Linked DNA regions of Mus musculus: all the other regions are linked to region 1. A link is a contact called in public Hi-C, HiChIP or PLAC-seq and promoter capture Hi-C data. All regions are on one chromosome and are shown on one strand. Each heading gives the region's core, a stretch centred on a gene start, on an enhancer-like site or on the middle of the called end of the contact. The rest is flanking DNA. Distances are from core to core; before and after follow the strand shown.

Region 1 (3,474 bases), core at 352-2,851:
GGTTGATATTTAACGCCAGAGCATAGACTCGGTAGGTTCAGACTAGGGTGCAATTAAGTCTTAAAAAAGCAGACGAGGAGGCGGGGAGGAGGGAAGGGGCACGCGCCCACTTACCATTCCGGAGCACAGGCTGATGACCGCAGTGTGCTCGGACTTGGTATTGACATGGCCTTTGTAGAAACAGTGCCTAAGTTCCATTTCCTCCTCGGAATACAGCTTGGTCTGGTTTACCCCTGGCTCTCCAAGGAGGGTGACAGTGAACAGTGGAGCGATAAATCCGGTATGGGCGGTGAGATTAAATAGAAACTGCTGGCCGAAGGCTGAGAGGCGGTAGTGCTCCTGGGAAGAGGTAGAGGAAGACGAAGAGGAGGCGAAGGCAGGCCAGGGGTCAGAGGCAGAGTTAATGCTTCGCCGCCTTCTTTTGAAGTGCACGTTCGTGGGAAAGGGTTCCCCGAGGGGGTTCACTCGGATGGGAGACGCGATCTCATATTCGCTCAGACTCTCTAATAATTTCACTGCAGGGAGAAACAGAGGCAAGTGAGCTAATCAGTCATTTCCCCCGAAAGCTTTAATTTAAAAAGAAGATGGGGGGCTTTGTCCTAATTTATTTCGCAGCCACTTCGAGTCAATTCCTTCACGCTCCACCACTGGATAAATATTTGTTGAGCGCCTACTGTAATAGTAACAGCCGAGAACTAGGTGAGGGGCCGAGACTACAGCATTTGAAGTCAGACAATGAACAAATATAAAAACATAAAATAATTACAGATTCTGATAAATATCCTAAATAAAATAAAATGTGTGCTATCTGGTGATCCAAGCTATTAATTAGGACTGGTTTGGGTCAAGGGATAAGGAGGGTAAAAAAAGTCAGGTAAAAAGGACTGGGGGTGGGGGTGGCCCTAAAATTCTTGCAGTGCTTCCTTCCCTAATAGTTGACTAAGGATGACCCAGAGAAGGGAGAGGTTCCGAAAGGAGAGGTAATTCTTTCTAGGAAAAGGAGAGAGGCCTCTACTGCGGGGTGCCCGCCCCAGAGCGTGTTCAAGAAGGTGGCGATGGAGTGTGTGGGGGCGTGGGGGGGGGGCTTCAGGGTTCAGAGCCATGTTACCTTGCCTCGGGTGCAGCCTGTCCTTGCGCACGGCCGCCGCGGAGTCAGGGCTCCTCATCTCAACCAGGTCCGGCACCAGGAGCGTTAGCAGTGTGGCCCAGGATACTAACTGCATGGTGCTCCTCACCCCTCCCCCCGCTTCTCCCACCCCCTCCCTCCTGCCGGCTTTGGTGGCTGGCGGCGACGCGAGGCAGCAGCCTTGGAGAGCGCGCGGAACCCCGGCGCCCTGCCGCCAACTTTTTGACTTTAGGAGTCGCTGAGGTCCTGCAGAGAGGGTCCCGTCTGCGCTCCGCTGAGCAACGCTGCCGCCTGCCGTGAGCTGAGGCGCTCGGGCCGCAGGAGGAGGAGAAGGAGGCGGAGGACTAGGGCTCGGCGGCTCGGCCGCATAATGTCCAGCCTGCGGGCAGGAGAAGGCGCGGAACGTGCGCTCCGAGGCGCGCCGGGCGCCCTTTGCTGGCTGAGTTAGCCGAGCCGCTTCTTGAATGGGGGGCCAGGGGGCGGGGGCCCCCGCGGGCGCTCAAATACCCTAGGTGCACGCCTCCAGGAGGAGGAGAGGGGAGGAGAAAACGGGGCAGGCGGCCCGCCTCCTTGTAGATCCTGTCCCCTCCTCGGCCGCGGGTGCCAGGACTCACCGCTTTAGGCCCCTCCAGCTGCCGGAGGCGGAGGCCAGAGGCGCCGGCAGTGCCGGAGCAATCGGTGGCCGTCCGCGTCACCTCCCCGAGGTGGGGTTAGCAGAGATTCCCTGAGAAGGAGGGAGAGCAGAGAAAGTTCTCTCTCTCTGAGGTGGCGCTCAGCCACCCACTCCGATTCCCCTTTCCTACTTTGGTCTCCGGTTTGGAATCTCTCTCTCGCCAGGTCTTGGTGTAGGTCTCTTTGGGCCCATGTCCCTTTTCTCTGATGGTCTCTTCCTTCTCCGCTTTCTACTGAGCCATCTCCACTTCTCCGTATCTGCCTGTCCTCTTCATTCTGCCCCCGTCTCTTTCCATCACCCAACTTGGCATTCCTTACAAGAGGAAAAAAAAAAAAAAAAGTAGCCTTGCGCCGTCCTAGTCCTACACTTGATCACTATGAACCAGATTTGTCACCTGAGCTCCACTCTACTTAATTGCCCCAAGTCAAGAGTTTTAAAGGCAGGGATCTATTTCAGTCCAGTAGTTCTAGTTGTGTTTCTGATCCGCAGTTCTCTGAAAGTTTCGCAACTGTTTAAACCCGGGTCTTCCCGGGACCTCTGTCCCTGTGGCGAGAGCTCTACAGGTTTCTGTAGCCCCCCCCCCCCCAAAAAAAGGTTAAGACGCTTACTGTGCGGTTAGAGAGGGTGGGGACTTGGAAGCCCCCAACTCTGCCCGACATTTGAGGGGAAGGGAGTAGGGAAGGACTGTGAGGCCATAGGTCCCGGGGAAGGCACTCGAACCTCCAGGGATTTCCAGTCACTTCCGCTTGCTCTCAGAATTAGAGAGGATGCAAGCAGGGAAGTGGCTCCAAGCAGATAGTTCAAGTTATCCATCATCTCCCTCGGGTTGAAGATAGACATTTGGAAGTCAGAACTCTAGAAAAGGAGAAAGGAACAGAGGGAGAAGGGGGAGGAAGTAAAGAGGGAAGATTGTTAAATCATGGATAGTTAAAAAAAGCACCTTTCTTCCTTAGCTCTCAGAGGAGAGGATGCGCCAATTCAAAGGGAAAGGAAAGGGCATTTTCAGTAACTGATATGACTAATAAAGTTATAATCGCCCAAGTTTCCTAGAACCGGAGTTCTCTGCTGCTTGGCCAGCCACTCAGAACTGAGAATATCAAAGTGCCAGTAGAGACCAGCCAACAGTGTGCTGGGAGTGCCACCCATCCTGGAAACAATGATGTATACAGTTCTGATGATAGCGGAAAAATGACTTGGCAGGTCTGCCAGTTCCTAAAGATGTTGTTAATCCAATTGGTTAGGCACCACTGCCACTGTGAAGAGGCTGGGCATCCGGTATCCCTGTGCGGATGTGCACTGGAGATCTCGGAAATCTCGCTATTGAGGAGGTTGGAGAAATCTAGACCAGTCTAAAGCATACAGGAGACCCTGTCTTAATGTAAAAATAAAATAGCAAACAAAAGAACCAGCGAATTTTAAAAAGGGACTTTAAACCTTGAATCTTCCAAATAACTCACAAAAGTGAGTTTCTTCTAGCATGCCATCTTCCTCTTCATTAGGTGCTAAAGCTCCCTCTGAATTATTGTGCCTGGAAGTTGCCAGAAGCTGAGCATGGAAATCAGTCCACAAGAACTGACTTCAGTGGAGATGTAACAGCACCTCTACACAGTTACTCACCTGCCTAGCCCTTCTGAAAGTATCTTCTACCAGGGAACTCCTCAATCTTAATTCAGAC
Region 2 (3,474 bases), core at 331-2,830, 450 kb after region 1:
AAATGCTGAGAGGTGCAGGGTGCTGTCAACTTTCTGCTTAAATGGTTTTACGGGACTCGGGATTAAGGTCAAAACTCTTAGGACAAATTTCCTAGTCCCTTACCAAAAGATGGCTCCCTAGCTCCCTTGCTCCTGAAGTCCATGTTCTTGCCGACTTGACTATCCCACCAATCTAGCAGTCTTGTCACTGTAGGTCTTGTGGTTAGGCCCAAACTATGTGTGTTGTTTTGTAAAAAAGATAAGGAGAGAGGGAATGTGTTTGGTGGATGTGCAGTCAGGTGTGGGGGGAGGGGTGCCTCTGCAGGCCCATGCTAAGGCATCCCTTCCTCCTGAGGGACCAGCCACAGTAGAATAGAGTTTATTCAGACCATGGGAGCAAAGTTGAGGAGTAGAGGCAGAGAAAGGCGGAGAGAGAAAGAGAGTAGAGGAGTAGAGGCCGGCCATGAGCACGTGGAGTGAGGGGGGGGCAGGGGAATGGGAAGAGAGGGGGAGGAGGATAAGGGAGAAAGAGCAGAAGAGCAAGAGAGAGAGGAGGGGGCGAGCAGCCCCTTTTATAGTGAGTCAGGCACACCTGTCTGTTGCCAGGTAACTGTGGGGCGGAGCCTAGACTAAATGCCAACAATGTGGATTTGCTCACCACCATTCTAACTCTATCCTCCAAGTAATATGGTCAGTGTCCTTGCCTTCAAGAAACTCACCCCAAGCAATGCAGCTAGGGAGTCTGCTCCCTCCATTATGAGCCCATGGAAGCCCCAGCTCTTCCATGAGAACATACCTCACAATTACAGTTACATTGCAATTTCACAATCATTCTTTACTACTGCTTCTCCTTGGCTTTGAGTACTGTATTTCAAGTTCTGAGCATCTGGCACACACAAACTCAGTATTTTTTAGCCAAATGCATAAATAAGATGAAGAAGAGCTAGGAGTTACGTAAGCTACCTTTATGACTTTGTGTGTAAGGGTCTCTTCTACCAAGCTAGCTCTTGCTGCTAAGTTGGTGTGCTCCCCCTCAGACCCCCTCACTCTTCATTATATGATCTCCAAGTGGAAAATTCATGTCATATGAAAATTTCTCAAAGTCAAGTGACTTAGAGAAGAACAAGAGAACGTTGGAGAGACAGGAGATGAGAGCAAAAGAAGGAAGCAGTAGAAAAGAAAGGGAAAGAGGGGTTAGCCATTTGGGAGAAAAGGAAAAGAGATGCAGAAGAGGCATGGTTTCCGAGGACTTGAAAGTACTCTGGTTTCCATGATTTTTCGGGCATTCTCAAGTCAGAATGATGAAACCCAAGAGAAAAGTCCCTGATTAAAACCTTCCTTTGGAAGAAGGAAAAGCTTATGTAATTTTTCTGGAGTGAATATCAAAAACCGTGGCATGCTAACAGCACGTTATAAATAGTACTGATTATAAATTGTTTTTACAAAGATGAACAGAGCACAAGAATTCTTGCTGGCAATTCTCAAACTAGTAATAATTTTGATTTCAAACTAATTATCTGGGGGGTGGAGGGGATAGAGTGCTCCAGAGGACATTTAAAATCGTTAGAAACCAGTGTACTACCACTGCTCTAACAACCCCTGTGATGTCACTTGCTTTGAACAATATGAAGACCAGCTGTAAGCAATAGAGAATGAAGGCTAATGACTAACCGTTCGCATGCAAACCCCCAGCCTGTTGAGGAGGACTTCTTGGGCAGCACCAGATTGTTAAGCTAAATTATTAGCTTATTTTAATTGCAAGTGTGAAAAGACGGCATTATGCAGGGTGGCACTCAGCCAAGGGCTTCGAAGCTGAGAGAACTTCAACTCAGGGAACTGCACAGTGCCAAAGCTTTGAAGTACACTTTGCAGATAAGGTGACGGTGAATCCTCTGTAGTTTCAGGAGCTACATTCAAAACCTACTTAGCTATATTCAGAAAGCGTCCACATTGGGAACATTTGAATTATGCTTGGGCTCTTTTTTTTAATATGTCAGTTATTGAAGATAATATATTTTTTTCAATATCCCTTTCTGACAGAAGATGAGTATCATTAATGTTTCAACCTCCTGACTTGTGTTGTTGTTTCCTGGGTTCTATCCGCACTACATCGACAATCTTAAAATGTGGGCTCTCTCCTTAGCAAATGCTTCATTCACTCTAGAGAGAGGAAGTCCGACCAGTCTGCCTTGACAGAATCTCTAGGCCAAGCCCAGTAAGTTTTCTGACCTAATTAAGATATTTTGCCAAAACAGGCAAAAGCCAGACTCTGTGAAACAGCAGAAGATTTCAATGAACTGGAGTCAGGCAGGATTCTGAACGTGAGCACATTGAACCCTGGCTCACAAAGAACAATTCCGCAAAGAGGAGCTGGTTCATAAATCAACCCAGAGTCTCCGTTCCTCGGCCTCGGCCTCATGTGCAGTCTGGCACCTAATCCCCTTGCTTTCCTTCTAAGATACACTGCATATCAGCACATTTCTAAGATTCAAACTCCTACAGTGGTTTCTGCCCTTGATTTCTTTAACGCCATCTTACAGGCCCTTCTGTAACACACTCAATAGTCACGGCTTGCTCTGTCTGGTCCAGGGTTTAGAATAGGAATACAAGAGGATGAAGATGACAGCGGACAGGCCTCACCTCCTCCACTCCTGCAGCTCAGAAGCGAAAAGAGAACAATACTTAATTGTCTAGTAAACAAGTGAACAATGAAAAATAATAAACAACATAAACCAGGAACGAATTACAGCTGCTAGCCACTCACAACCTATCTGTGGAGACTCCTCCAGGGGAAGGCAGGAGGACCACTGCCCACTCCTATCCTGGACTGCAGCCAGCTCTATGCTAACACGTTAGCAAAGTGCATTTTACAATTATTAATCTTAGTCCTCCTACCTTCGGTGAAATAAATGAATCTAAATGTTTTCTAGAAAAATGAGAGATGGTAAATGATTCTCTCAATTTTCTTTCAATGAAAATTTCCTGAATCCAAAAGGGTAGAAGCCAAATGGCAGCCAACACTCTGCCTTTCGTAAGAGAAATAATAGTGTAACCATGACAGGCTCTCTACTCTCCTTCCTACCTTCCCATTGAGCCAAGGGAAGCCACTGTTACCCTATCAAGAATCTGAGATGCCTGTGGTTGCTTCCACCTGGGCGCTTAACCGCCCTTTCTCTTTTCTGGCCTTGCCTTTCACTCTGACATAGATATCTCTCTCCGATCTGCAAAACCTCCTTGCAGGAGTCTAAATGGAAATCTGTTTTGATCTACAGCCCAGTCGAAGGTGAGATCTGTATTTCAGCTTCCAGTGCAGGCTGCCTCCCTGTTGACATTAATCTTCTGACTTTTCCAGGTCTAGACAATAGAGGTTGGGGAGTGTTAATCTTCACATTCACCAGACACCAGGTCATCAATCTGCCTGGGGGGCAGAGAGACTCGTGGTGTTTTCTATTTGCTCCCGAGGAGACTCTGGGTTCTGTTTGATCCTCCATTGTC
Region 3 (3,474 bases), core at 316-2,815, 310 kb after region 1:
CCATTGGTGAAGGTACAGCCTCAGTTGTAGTTGATGGTCCAGGACTGAAGGGGCCATGCAAAAAGTTGAGGCTTGCTACAATGAAGGGAGCCTATGAGAGGCTATTAGTAAGGCTTAGTTGCAGTGGAAGACCCAAGCAAATTGGAGATGTCAGTACTATGGGATGACCATCAAGAACTTTAGCAGCAATGTAGTAGAATCAACCAGAGCCTAGAGTACTACAGAAGGCAGACCTGGAAAAGTGACCCAAGCCCTTTGGAGGAGTCCAGAAGATCATGTGGGAATCTCAGAAATTGTAGCAAGAAGCTTTAACATTGAAGTTGCTTTAGAGACTCTAAATTGTTTATTATGCCAGAGTCCTGGGATACCTGCTGAGTTAAGCTGCTAACAGCCAAAGAGAATTATGCTGCAGTCAACAAAGGAGAAAGGAATTGGACAACAGACATGGATATACAGAGTTTGGAGTTTGTCCCATTGAATTTTGGTCTTGTTTGGTCCAGTATTACCTTACTATGATGTTTCAGAATGGTCATATATATCTTTTGATGTTAGAGGTATGTGATCTGCTTTTCAATTTTGACTTTTAGGGGATTACAGTTAAGTGATTAGATGAATCTCATAAGAGACTTTGAACATTGGACTTTTAACATTGTTGGGACTGTTATAGACTTTTGAAGTTGGATTAATGTATTTTGTAGATATGGCCCCCATAAACTTACATATTTGAACAAGTCTATGAGGGCCAGGGAGTAGAATGTAGTGGTTTGAAGGTTTGAATATGCTTGGCCCAGGGAATGGCACAATTAGGAGGGGTGACCTTGTTGGAGTGGGTGTGGTCTTGGAAATAGTGTATCACTGTGAGTGTGGGTTTTGAGACCTTCTTCCTAGCTGCCTGGAAGATAGTCTTCTCCTGTTTGCCTTTGGAACTCTCAGGTCCTCTAATACAATTCCTGCCTGTCTACTACTATGCTTCTCATGATGATGATAATAAACTGAACCTCAGAACCTGCAAACTAGCGCCAATTAAATGTTTTCCTTTATAAGAGTTGCCTTGGTCATGGTGTCTATTCACAGCAATGAAAACCCTAAGACACCACATACAGCAAACACCAAGAAAAGCTCAGACTGAGGGGATGAGTGTTTGCCTAGCACAAGTACAGCCCTAGGTTCAACATCCCCACCCCAAGCAACATAGCAATAGCAGCAACAGCAGACACGGACTGAAGTCCAAATCCCAGAGGCCAGGAAGATGCAGCAATGGATGTGGATCAGTCCTTCTGAGTCCAGTGCTCGTATTGTGGACAGTGGCCACTGACTGGGGCAGTAAGAAAGCCTTTGTTTCCTCCCACCATTTGCATAGTTGGAATCTCACTTGCATTGTATGTAGGCTAGAGAAAAATGATGCTGTTTGTTTGGATTTTGCTTTTTCTGTGGAATATCTACTAGGAAGCAATGTGCTTTTGTGTGTCAAACATTAGAAAGGACCCACTTCCTCTTCTCCAGTGGATCTGGGCAGGAATCAACCACTCCATTGATTCCCAGCTGCTCTCCCTTCCCAGCTGGGTACGAAGTGTGTGAATGCTACAGAGAAGCAGTGTTTTCCTCACAAAGAACTTTCTTTCCCAGCGTGTGTCTTACAGCACCATGCCTCTAAATGTGAGGTTTCCCCTGGGTCATTCATATGACAGGAAGCCATCGAAGAGCACAGAAGCACCCAGCTGATGCCCAAGAGCCCAGTGATTCAACACATCACCATTACCTGTAAAGAGGTAGAATAACATTTTTCCCCCAAACTTCATCAAATTCACTCACAAATTTCAATATATCAGGTCATTAGAAACAAAATTAAATAAGATTTCATTGTGATAGCTAAGATGTTCCTTACAGATTAAATAATAAATCAGAAAGAAGGAAAGTATTCCAAACTAAAAAAAGAAAGAAAGAAAGAAAGAAAGAAAGAAAGAAAGGAAGGAAGGAAGGAAGGAAGGAAGAAAGAAAGAAAGAAAGACTAAACAAATGATCCCCATGCATCCTAGACAGATGGAAATCTCTCTTCAAGTAATTAACTCCCTGCGTGTGAGTTATCTTCTCTGCCTCCTAAAGCATATTCTAAGATTGCCAGTTCTGTGATGAGAGCCTTCAGCCTACTCGGCCAAACAACGTAGTTATTTTCATAAATATTTTTTTTTCTTCAGACAGGGCTCCTCATGATTCAAGCTTGTTTCCAGATAAGAAGTCACGGTGCAAGCAATTCTAAGATCAAAGCCTTCTCTCATGCACATTCATATCTTAGCAGATAAACCCAAAAGTGACAAGCTGGGAGAGCCCCACTCCGCGTCCAGAACCTTACCTAACCTCTCATAAAATGTTCACCTTGCCTACGACTGGCTCGGGGAGGGCAGCCGAGTACACAACTGCTTTCAAGAAGTATAGGAGCTTCATCTTAAACCTCAGGAGACATAAGGTGGCTGCGTTTTCCTAGTCACACAGTGTGTTCCTGGAAGGGAAAACAGGCATCATGAATCACTATGTTGTTTTACTATTTTTTTTTAAAAAAGGCATTTATAATTTCCCTTTTGCAAATTAACCAAGCCTACGTTAACCATTACAAGAGTGACATCAAAAACGTCTGAGAAAAGACATCAGAGGCCCTCTTGGCCACCATATGGTAGCTCTGAGGAGCCGATTCTACCTCCATCGATTCTCCACAGTAATCTCCCACCCTCCCACATCTAGGTTCCAGCAGCAAAACAAAAGCCCTCCATCAGTCTTGGAACCGGGCCATTGCACATGGCTGTGTGCTAGCCACAGAGCACTTCTCTCGCAGACTTGAAACCCTTGATCATCCCTATTGAGGAGCCCCACCGTTTACTTTTTCTGTGAGGTTCACCAACTGCAGTGAGATTTCAGTAGCTTGTAAGTCAAGTAAGATGAAGCTTTGAAAGTTAATTCAGGCCAACTGCTGACTAGTTTAAAGAAAACTCCTGGAAGTGAGCTGTAGAATATGTTATCCAGTCCCGTATTATAATTTTTTTAAATCACATCTTATTCTAACTCCTGTGGGAGTTAGATGTCAGCCCTCCAGATTTCAACCTATTAACATCCTTGGTTAGAGTTTCAAGCCTGAGTGATAAGCATGCAATGCTCGGTCTTCTACTTGTTTCCTGCTTCTACATGATTAACAACACAAAACTAGCTGGGTCCAGGGCATTGAGTAGGTGGTCCCTTGTTCTCTCACGGTTACATTAGTTATGTGGTTGAAGATTCTTCCAACATGTCACACTGCTATACTCGGTAGCAGAAACTAGCGGTTGGCTAAGCCAGCCATTGTGTCTCCCTGCTCAGCTCTCCCAGTGAAGTTAAGAAGAAGCTGGGCACTCGTTTCCTTCCCCTCCTTCTTTGAAGGTTTGCGTCATGGTGGGACAAGGTGATGTGAAGTCTTCTAGGAAACTTTGGATAAAATTGTTTCGTTCA
Region 4 (3,474 bases), core at 328-2,827, 270 kb after region 1:
AGCCCTCCCTTCAAGTGTATGAATGATATCACAATTCTTCCAAGTACCCAGACGTTTTTATGGGGTAGCTTGTGTTAGGATTCTGGTCCTTCCTAATTTACTTAGGTTGTATATCTGCAGTAAGAAGCGTCTTGCATAGTGGTTTGTGTAGAGTAGCTACCTAATGAATGTGGAAAGTTAAAAGGAAAGTAGTTCCATTTTTTAAAGAAATGAACTTTTGAAACCAGTAGAAGAGATTCTAAATTATTGGTTCCAGTAGTATCCAAAGAGACACTACGTCAAGTCTACTGGCATTTCACTTCTTACTAGTACAGTGATGAAAGGGACAGTTTAGCACTGCCCCCGGGAAATACAACTGAAATCTTCTAATAGCTATAGGTTTTAGAGGAAGAAGCTGCCAAAATTAATTACAATATTCTACTTTATTTAATCTAATGCATGGAATTATCATTATACTGCAATCAATGGAAAGAACATTAGTGGCACAGTTTAACAACCTCATCCTCATTGTCACACAGGTGGACCATGCTTAATGAAAACTTGGAAATCTGAAATCTTCCAACACCAAAAAATTTTGAGGATCAGGTTAGTTCTGAGGATGTTCAGATGTTCAGATTAAGTGTGCTTAATTGGTAAAGTCTGTGCAAATGTACCTGAACCCGAAAAACCTGGAAATCTGAGCACTACTGGTCCTGAGCATTTCGTGCGAGGGATACCCAACTGGGATTAAGCCTTTCAACTCTAGTATGTATTTTGTAGTTATAGAATATTTCAATTTGACTAACCATAGTTCAAGTGCTCAGTAGCAATGCATGACTAACATACTGGAGAGCATAGCTATATTTTAAAAATTCCAGTCCTGATGCCTCTACTAACTAGTGCTTTGATCCTGAATGTAGACACAATCATGTTGTATTAAGAAGAAAATTTAACAGGTTACTGAAGAGCAGTAAGTAATAATTATTAGGAGGCTGGGGAGGAGTGGCCATATGGCTTATCAGGAGGGGCCTCTTTGAGGAGGTGATGAGCTATTTACCCAGGAGCTAAAAAACAAGGTGGTAAAACCACATTACAACCTGAGGCTAGAAGAGCCCTGTTGTTTTCCAGAATGAGAACAAAGAAGCCAGGAATCTGGTGATAGGAGACCCTGGTACGCAACCCATCACATCATCTTCTGAGATCAATGCTGGGAAGAACCGCAACAGCTGTTCAGTAAACTGCATATTTTCTCAAATAGTCCCTGCATCTGTTTCTTCTGCCTTGAGAGAAGTCAAGGAGAGAAAACAAACTTTATTGAGAGAAGGTGACAACTTTAAAAAAAAAAAAAAAAAAAAGGCAAGGTGATTTCAGGCAGCTCTGGCCTTAGAATATGTAGGTACAGGTAACCCAACTGATCTTGCTCATGAATGTACAGGTAGGTGGGGGTTGAGGACAGTATTGAGCTTGTGAGGTCCTTTAGAGACACACGCTGAGCAGTGTGCATTTTGCTGCTGCCAAATTTTCCAGACTTAAGGCTGGGCCCACTGCTGGCTGCCTCCCTGCACTCCCTTGCCTGTTTCTCTTTGAAAGCAAATTGCTCTGCAGGCTATTTATGGCATGTCTCAGGCAGCTGCTGCCTTGGCAGCTTCTAGAAGAGTGTAGGGTTTGCCTGGCAGGTAAGAAACCACAAAGGTTAGCTCCTTTATTGCTTTAGAGGAAGAAGTTCTGGCCATTTGGGAGTTTGTGCTCAACCCAACCTCTTCAAACCAGTTCCACAGAACAGTTGATACATATCCTTGAGCCCACGCAGCACTGAAGCAGCACTGCCTTCTCCCTTGATAGTTCTGTTCTGAGCTGAATGGGAACAGTTTAGTCTAGAGAGCATGACCAGTGACAACCCACGAACCTCTGACAGGCAGCAAACTCAAGCAAGGGCAAGAATTTGACTACAGCGGTGAAGACCCTGACTTCACACTCCTATATGGATTTTCTACACCATTTCCAAGTCTGCTCAAGGAACGACAGATAATAATGAAGAAAAAAGACAAGAGTTTATAGAGTGCACCAGTGGGTTCAGAATGCAGAGACCGGGAAAGAAGAGTTTGGAGGGGCCCCTGCAGAGCCAGCTGCTAAATTCATTAATAAACGTATTTAGGAGAGCATTTAGAAATGCTGAATCATAAAATCCAAACAAGAATTTGAGCACAACACAGAAGGCAAACCCAGATCCTATTGTTAATCCTCAAAAAGTCACATTTCGGCCTGAAGCGGTAACTGGGGGTTAACTTCAAGAGCATCTCATGAGGAGTACAGGTAGCCCACAGGGGCCCTGACACCCTTTCTTCCCCAACCCCTCCCAGCATGTGCCCATGATTTCTTTGTGAATCACAGCACCAGCTAACTTATCAAGCTTTCTCCTGTATTACCATCCTTGGCTATTTATGCTCTCCTGGTCATATATGTGAGTACTCGCCATTCACTCCTTCTCTTGGTGTCTGACATCCTATGAGAATATCTTGACTGTAAGTGTTGTGTAACACACTAGTCACTTATGATCTTAGCAGCTTAAAATAAAACAATTTCTGGCCTAACATTTCCCAAGGGTCAGGAAGCCAGGCACAGCTTACCTGAGTCGTTTGTACTGGGATGTCAATCAAGCTACGAGGAGGCTCTGCCTCTAGCTGTGATTCTTCCAGCTAAGGCTGAGGCAGTTTCTTGAGGGTGGTTGGATGGCTCAGTTCCTTATCCTGAGGACCTCTCTACAGGGAGCGACATTAGAGTGAGCATGGAGAAGTAGGGGGTGTTAGCACGTTGAGGACAGGGAAGCAGCGTCTGCAGGATTGTCATTTCAGTCTTCTGTAGCACAGTCAAGGAAGACTCATCACTTTAGCCATATTCTTTTTGTGAAAAGGAAGTATTCAGTACAGCCCACTTTCACAAGGAGAGGGTTATTCAAGGGTATGGACACCAGGATGTGAAGTCCATTGACCACAGTCTTGGAAATTACTCCCCATATAAATTATGTGTGGTGTCTAGTGAGCACCATTTCTACTACCTCTAAATGCCTCAGCAAGGACTGGCCATGCTGAACTTCATATTTTCCTGTACTCTCACCTCTTACACTCACTCAAAGAAGGAACACTTATTACAACAGCTGATAGAAGAAACTGACAGTCTCTCGTATAATCTGTATCCTCACATTTTTTTTTCACAGCAAAGCAGCCAGGGTGGGTCCTGAAAATCAGACCTGATCATGACACCCGATTTTCTTGTGGCTCATGCTGTGTTTCACCTGTCTTATCCCGGTACGGAAGTCGTGTGTACCAGCCTAGCTTCCCCTGTCAAGTCTCATTGTTTTCACATTGCTTATTGTTGACTATGAGTCGTTGGCCATGTGTATGCTCTGGGTGTTCTTCAAGCAAGCCATTTTCTCTCCCATCTTCCTCTCAAATACTGTCTATCCTCTTCAAGCCTCATCACGCCCAGAAAAATGGA

What was found. Promoter capture Hi-C pulls out the DNA fragments that hold promoters and counts their contacts. Hi-C and Micro-C count contacts between places; a contact is called where the count stands out from the background. HiChIP or PLAC-seq counts read pairs in DNA pulled down with a chosen protein or histone mark.
Region 2: a contact with region 1 is called in a promoter capture Hi-C map of hippocampal neurons, with 5 times the contacts expected there. The contact joins the enhancer-like site here to the promoter of Adamts9 in region 1. A contact is called at or near these places in 14 of 39 promoter capture datasets (the 3T3-L1 cell line, 3T3-L1-derived adipocytes, the C10 cell line and 8 more), 5 of 484 Hi-C or Micro-C datasets (nephron progenitors and uterus), 23 of 115 datasets of contacts at active chromatin or transcription factors (the NIH/3T3 cell line, astrocytes, craniofacial prominence and 13 more) and 1 of 9 other capture datasets (embryonic stem cells).
Region 3: an H3K27ac HiChIP or PLAC-seq map of oligodendrocyte precursor cells shows a contact between it and region 1, with 12 times the contacts expected there. The contact joins the enhancer-like site here to the promoter of Adamts9 in region 1. A contact is called at or near these places in 6 of 39 promoter capture datasets (3T3-L1-derived adipocytes, the C10 cell line, cranial neural crest and 3 more), 1 of 15 datasets of contacts at CTCF or cohesin (the NIH/3T3 cell line), 3 of 484 Hi-C or Micro-C datasets (cerebral cortex, cortical neurons and embryonic fibroblasts), 21 of 115 datasets of contacts at active chromatin or transcription factors (the NIH/3T3 cell line, craniofacial prominence, differentiating embryonic stem cells and 13 more) and 2 of 9 other capture datasets (adipose tissue and embryonic stem cells).
Region 4: a Hi-C map of uterus shows a contact between it and region 1, with 5 times the contacts expected there. The contact joins the enhancer-like site here to the promoter of Adamts9 in region 1. A contact is called at or near these places in 9 of 39 promoter capture datasets (cranial neural crest, embryonic stem cells, hematopoietic stem and progenitor cells and 3 more), 1 of 15 datasets of contacts at CTCF or cohesin (the NIH/3T3 cell line), 5 of 484 Hi-C or Micro-C datasets (cortical neurons, growing oocytes, stem cell-derived neural progenitor cells and 1 more), 12 of 115 datasets of contacts at active chromatin or transcription factors (differentiating embryonic stem cells, embryonic forebrain, embryonic limb bud and 8 more) and 1 of 9 other capture datasets (adipose tissue).

What each region holds. Positions count from the first base shown.
Region 1 is chr6:92,941,933-92,945,406 of GRCm38.p6, forward strand. Adamts9 (a disintegrin-like and metallopeptidase (reprolysin type) with thrombospondin type 1 motif, 9) reads right to left here and starts at 1,602. Exons shown (of 40, transcript NM_175314.4): 1 at 1,109-1,602; 2 at 115-515. The coding sequence starts at 1,223. The region is part of intron 1 of 9530026P05Rik (RIKEN cDNA 9530026P05 gene); the gene reads left to right.
Region 2 is chr6:93,393,816-93,397,289 of GRCm38.p6, forward strand. No RefSeq gene overlaps it. Among named protein-coding and RNA genes, the nearest start is that of Gm25094, 60 kb to the left of the region's middle. Within about 2 kb of position 1,581, at least 26 of the 459 cell types and tissues checked have an H3K27ac peak or open chromatin away from gene starts, as enhancers often do. A contact at or near this core is called in fibro-adipogenic progenitors, forebrain, hippocampal neurons and 1 more, where this site is marked.
Region 3 is chr6:93,251,191-93,254,664 of GRCm38.p6, forward strand. No RefSeq gene overlaps it. Among named protein-coding and RNA genes, the nearest start is that of Gm38863, 59 kb to the left of the region's middle. Within about 2 kb of position 1,566, at least 10 of the 459 cell types and tissues checked have an H3K27ac peak or open chromatin away from gene starts, as enhancers often do. A contact at or near this core is called in oligodendrocyte precursor cells and stem cell-derived neural progenitor cells, where this site is marked.
Region 4 is chr6:93,216,629-93,220,102 of GRCm38.p6, forward strand. The region is part of intron 3 of Gm38863 (a long non-coding RNA gene); the gene reads left to right. Among named protein-coding and RNA genes, the nearest start is that of Gm38863, 24 kb to the left of the region's middle. Within about 2 kb of position 1,578, at least 28 of the 459 cell types and tissues checked have an H3K27ac peak or open chromatin away from gene starts, as enhancers often do. A contact at or near this core is called in forebrain and uterus, where this site is marked.